Regions from separate parts of the Salmo salar genome. Here region 2 is linked to region 1. Evidence: chromatin contacts called from public Hi-C data. All regions are on one chromosome and are shown on one strand. Each heading gives the region's core, a stretch centred on a gene start, on an enhancer-like site or on the middle of the called end of the contact. The rest is flanking DNA. Distances are from core to core; before and after follow the strand shown. Region 1 overlaps LOC106564903 (E3 ubiquitin-protein ligase SMURF2). Region 2 holds the start of LOC106564903 (E3 ubiquitin-protein ligase SMURF2).

What was found. A called contact is a pair of places that touch in the nucleus more often than the background predicts.
Region 2: a Hi-C map of gill shows a contact between it and region 1, with 4 times the contacts expected there. The contact joins the promoter of LOC106564903 here to the enhancer-like site in region 1. A contact is called at or near these places in 3 of 3 Hi-C or Micro-C datasets (blood, gill and muscle).

What each region holds. Positions count from the first base shown.
Region 1 is chrssa12:32,622,469-32,625,479 of Ssal_v3.1, forward strand. It overlaps LOC106564903 (E3 ubiquitin-protein ligase SMURF2), which reads right to left. Exons shown (of 20, transcript XM_014131401.2): 3 at 368-515. Among protein-coding and RNA genes, the nearest start is that of LOC106564903, 37 kb to the right of the region's middle. Within about 2 kb of position 1,648, at least 3 of the 13 cell types and tissues checked have an H3K27ac peak or open chromatin away from gene starts, as enhancers often do. A contact at or near this core is called in gill, where this site is marked.
Region 2 is chrssa12:32,659,810-32,662,659 of Ssal_v3.1, forward strand. It overlaps LOC106564903 (E3 ubiquitin-protein ligase SMURF2), which reads right to left and starts at 1,449. Exons shown (of 20, transcript XM_014131401.2): 1 at 978-1,449. The coding sequence starts at 1,029.

The sequences.
Region 1 (3,011 bases), core at 398-2,897:
CATAGCAGCACATGGAGACGCCACAGCTTAGTCAATGAAACCAGAACAGTGTGATAACGTTGAAAACCATAGTCAACATGGGAGGTTGCGTTAGCAGTTGTCTGTGGTTCTTTGGCATCCATTATAGGAAGTGGTTTCTTCAGGAGATGACGGTGATTTCCACCAAATCCAGACCCTAGTCCCTACACATGCCAGACGTTCCTCCTGGGGACGACGTTATGCTACTACTTCCTACTAGGCACTTCTGAAGATCTGAAAGGATAAATTCCACCTTGCTGAGACAAGCTGGAACTAGGAAGACATGATGAAACAAGGGTTTATTGGTCTAAGGTGGTCCCCCAGTTTAGAGTCTTCCCTAGTGACTTACAGGTCGTAATGTTGGTTCCACTTGGGGTCCAGCGTGTTCCTCACGGTGTCCGTGGAGTGGCATTGCCCCGAGCCGTCCACCACCACTTTGGCAAAGGGGTCAGGCAGCCCTGTGGAGGAGGAGCCAAAATGGAGGATTGTATTCACAACTGTGGATGGCATAGAAACAATGGAGTCAATGGAACTATATTCACAGTATGGTTCATTTATCTAGCATGGGAAAAGTGCTGATATGAAATGGAGATTATATGTTGCAATTGGAGACAAAATGGAGGATGTGTGCCTGAATAAGTTTCTAGGTAACTGTATTCACAAGCTGATGGCATATAAACAATGACTGACTATGAACAGACCTAAATTCACATAATATTAATTATCTAACATGAAGATATGTTATAGCTGAAATCGGATAGAAAACATGAGCTGGCGCACACCCAGAGAAAACTATTTTATGTAAAGGTGCTGACTAACGCCAAATAAACTGACTAAAACAAATAAAGCTATAAAAATAAAGAGTGTCGCAAACTCTATATATTAAAAACTCCCAGTAATTTATTGGGTAAATCGGATTTACCCAATAAATTACTGGGAGTTTATATATAGAGTGCACAACTCTCTCTTTATAACTCAGAGCTGAAATCGGAGCCAAAATGCAGGACATGTGCGTGTCAAAAGGATAGTTTCTATTGAACTGCATTCAAATACAACAGCTGAGTCATAAGACGGCATACAAAACATTCATTGTCAACGGACCTTTATTTACACTGTGACTCATTCAGATAACATACATAGGAAATATTGGGTGTACATGTAGTTGAGCAAGCAGCTCAGAAGCATGTCTTTCCATGCCAGTCTATTAGACTCTTTGGAAATCTGATAAGGGACGACATACACACTGCTACCGACCTAAGCAAGATCAACATATCCCGTCCGTGTCATGAATAGTATAAAGACTTGTAGAAAGAATAGTAGAAAGAATGGATTGATAGACTAGAGTAATGAGTATTTCAGTTGAGCTTATTCAGTAGTATTTGGAAACAAAACATTGTTGCCAACTATTCACATCGGAGAGTTACAATGTTGCAATCACTAGGCAGCCAACTGCATTTAGGAAACAGAGTTCTCAATAAATCCACGTATATGACACGTGACACGACCTCACGATAGTTCAAATTACAATAAACATAACATTCAGGAGAACCGTATAGAGTGCGATATCATTTGAGCTGTGGATACAAGTGCTTTCATAAATGCATGGCGCGGGCCTCGTTTCACATTAGCATTGCAATAAGCTTTCTCGCAATGAACCAGCCTTAATACATTTTGTTTATTTACATACCGAATTTGACTGTTCAACATCAGTTTGACGATTTCTCATTTAATGCCACCGAGCGGGTCCTCTTTCCACTGCTGTGGTGCTGAATTACAGTGGGAATGGGGAGTGGTGCGGGCCGGCCCAGTCATGACTAGAAGAGATCCAGCTTTTGCCAAACTAACGTCAAAAGTTGAATTGTTTTGTATTTTAGCTAACCCTAACTCTTTCCCTAACATTAACCTAATTTTCCTAACTTGCTACCAAAAGTCAAATCTGAAGTTAATTTGACAAAAGCTGCCATGACCAGCCGGCCCTGGTTTTCGTAGACAGCCTAATAACTAACTAAATACGGCTTACTTAAAATGTTCATGCCTAGGATAAATTAAATTAGAAAGGCTAGATTGTATTTGAAAACAGCTGTGTTTTGCTATTTATTAATGAAAGTGTTCATACAAATAGCCTATAGGTCAGGTCGTTTGCAAATTATATTATACAAATATGATATTTTGAAGTTGTGTTTTACTGTGAAGGAGACTTGTTTTTCCTACGCGAAATGTTATAATCTTTTTAAAATAATATTCATTGATGATTTATAGCAGGGATGAATACGCAACGGGTAATGTTTCGCTTTTCAATAAAACCTGTCACGTTGGTGCAAGAACATTGTTCTACTTTATTTAGTCTCTTTTATATTCTGTTAAGATGAATTACAATAATGTAAAATGTGATTTTGAGCCCCGTGGGTGGATGCCCTAATGGCTTACGCATATGGATGTCAGGGAAATTAAAATCTTGCCGGTCACGTTGTTCGGCACCAAATTTTCCTAACGGAAACTTGGTATGCATACACACACACACACACACACACACACACACACACACACACACACACACACACACACACAGACAGTGCTCCAGAGAAATGACATACTGCGTGTGACTATAGTTTGGAGTGTGTGTGGCTCCAAGCAATGATACCTCCCACAGGTCAAACTTGTTGAGTCACATTCAACCCTATGCCATACTGGCAGAGGAAGCAGGGACTTCCCTCTGCAGGTGTGTGTGTGTGTGTGTGTGTGTGTGTGTGTGTGTGTGTGTGTGTGTGAGTGAGAGAGAGAGAGAGAGAGAGAGAAATGCGTCATTTACAGGAAACTGTCCCTTAAAGCCCACAGTAATCCAATACATTCAAAAGGAGACGTGCAACTGTATAGCCTAAAGAATGTTCCAATTCACTCTCTTACCAAAATCCTACACTATGATAACTAGCCTACGAAGAGGACGTGCCTGTGCTTTGTGTTCCATCAGAGGTATTTATTTGTGGCGAGCATCT
Region 2 (2,850 bases), core at 199-2,698, 37 kb after region 1:
TGTAAGAAACTGTGAATAGGACAGAAAGTAAAACGGGCTCATGCTGGCTTCTTTCCCTAAGGAATAGTGTCTTAAAACAAAGGGAATGCACTACAAACTGAGGCTATGTAGGGGTGCTGAAAGTTCATTACCAAGACAAATCAAAGTACTGATGGAAAATCTTGAAACACTAGTGCAGTAAACAATGGAAATATTAGCTACAAATGCAAACTATTTGGAACAGGCTTGCTGGTCTAAATCAATACTACATTTGGTAATGGTGCGTCAGTCTGCAGAGCTCTGGCTACTATGGGTCTCTGCACACTCGGGCGGCAGGTAGTCTAACGGTTAAGAGCTTTGTGCCAGTAACCGAAAAGTCGCTAGTTCGAATCACAGCGCAGATTGTTAAAAATATGTCGATGTGCCCTTGAGCAAGGCATTTAACCCTAATTGCTCATGTAAATCGCTCCTGAATGACTAAAATGTGTAACTATGTAATAATAATGTCACTGATCAATTAATAGCACTGTAATTCAGATTATAGAACAACACATGCACGTAGTGACGAAGGGTGGGCAAACAACTGTTGCAAGTTGTAACAATTAATTAATGCAGCCATTGTGATAACCCCAAATGGTGTTGGCTTTTTTTAATTGGAGAGCTCGTTAGCTAGCAAACAGTAAATCAACGTTATTCACGACTATGTCAGCTAACTAGCTAACTGGCTAGCTAGGTAAACTAACGTTGGCTAGTATTACAAACTGAAAAAAATAAACATTTACTTGTTAGAAAAACTGTATGCTTATTCGATGTGTAGCTAACGACTTTTGATCAGTGTGTTAGTAAATATAATATGGCGTTGTTGCGAATAACAAAGTGTAAACATTCACGCAGAAAACTAGCCAACTACTGTAGCTAGCTAGTAACGTTAGCTTGATAGCGCCATTAGCTAACAAGCAAGTGAAGCTAGAGACAGCGAGAGGGTTTTACATTCTTACCTGTCAACCGCAGTTTCACTGGGCCATTTCTCCTAACTCCTTGATTAGACATGCCCGTTTGTGTTCCAGCTTGACGTGGGGTTATCAAAAATATGTATAATACATGTGTCTAGCTATTTCACAAAAATGAATTCCTATTTAACTCCTATGGCTATAGCAGTTTCACAGTGAATGAAGAAGAATGGAGTCACGGCACAGTGGCCCGGATGAGCACAGCTCTAGTACAATACACCACCGTCCCGAGCACATACTCCTAAAGAAACTAAAATAAATGGCTAATTTCCAATAAACCAGGATCTCCTCCCGAAAGAAACGGTGCTATATGACGTCCAAGGCGGCTTCAAAAGCCAAGGGTGAGCTCCTCTCCCGCTGAGGGTGGCATTTCTGCTTGAAGTGGTGGTAGCTGAAATTTCCAAGCCGAGATGTCTTGCTGGACTCAATTTTTGGATAGTGACCCTCCCCTCTAGTGACATCACTCACAAGATTAAAACACAAGCACTAAATTGATGTACAATGTTAATTTAAACGAGAGGAAATTATTGGACATATTTAACCTTTTTTATGTTGTGTTCATCAATATGGTACTGGTAGGCAACCACAGCCTCTGTCACTGAGGACAGCCTCACTAGACTGATCTAAGGTCAGTTTTATGTTTCACCCGTCCTCATGGTTATGAATAGGTTTTGTGGAGCCAGCGGAGGGTAAGCTGAATCTACACTTGTGTGTTCATAAAAGCATTGTCTGGACCTTTATGGCACAGGACTGTGGACATACCCCACTTTCTGTCAGTTTCCCTTGAACCACTACATTACCAAACATAGCACAAGTATGCAGCACTTACTGGAGAGACCTAACTGGAGAGAAGGGGGCTGATATGTAGTAGTCTACATCAGTGTTTCTCAATCAGGTATAGTAAACTACCCCTCATACTATACCTCATTCCTATCATAGACTATCCACAGGAGGGGGTACTAGGGAGACATAAGAACATAGGCCTAATGACTGGTTGCACATAAGGGGTGCTTCTGGCAGAACATAATCTGATTGGAGGTAGGCCTACATTAACCAAAAATAACCACTGGTCTACATGTCTGGCGCTCCCGAGTGGTGCAGGGGTCTAAGACACTGCATCTCACTGCATACAGACCCTGGTTCGATTCTAGGCTGATTGGGAGTCCCATAGGGCGGCGCACAATTGGTCCAGCGTAGTCCGAGCTAGGGTTTGACCGGGGTAGGCCGCCATTGTAAATAAAAATGTGTTCCTGAATTGCCTAGTTAAATAAAGGTTAAATTTAAAATTCAAAATAGTCATTGGCACTTTTTCCCCCAGACACTTTATTGACATAAAATGGCTTATTTCTCCATCTACTGGCTGCTTTCAGAAGTGCATGAGGCAAGCCAGAAGCCATATCACAGAATATATCAGATTCAATGCACAACATAGGGAAAGTTTGGCCCATACAATGACAGACAGGTCAGATCATAAACCAGCAGGGAGCCCTCTTGCCCAGGATGGTTACATTTCTCAGGACCCATCACTCAGCTGTTTCCCCAAAAAGTGTCTGGGTGCTCACTTTGTTGTAGTTTAAATCTCAGATTGACCCTTTCAAATGTGTAAAAAAATATTGGTTAAAGGCCAGATGCAGATGTTGTTATATCAATATCAAATAACTTCTGGGTAACAATTAAGTACCTTACTGTAATAGATTTCCATTCAAATTGACAAAATTAGCTTTTCAGCAAAAATATATTTCTCAAGCAAGATTTTTGCTTGGACTGTCTGGGAGTGGTCTGAGTGGGGAGGGGAAACTGAAAACTCACTGTCAGAGGTTTGGAACTTTGTTATTGGTGTATTAATCTATTTACTGCATGG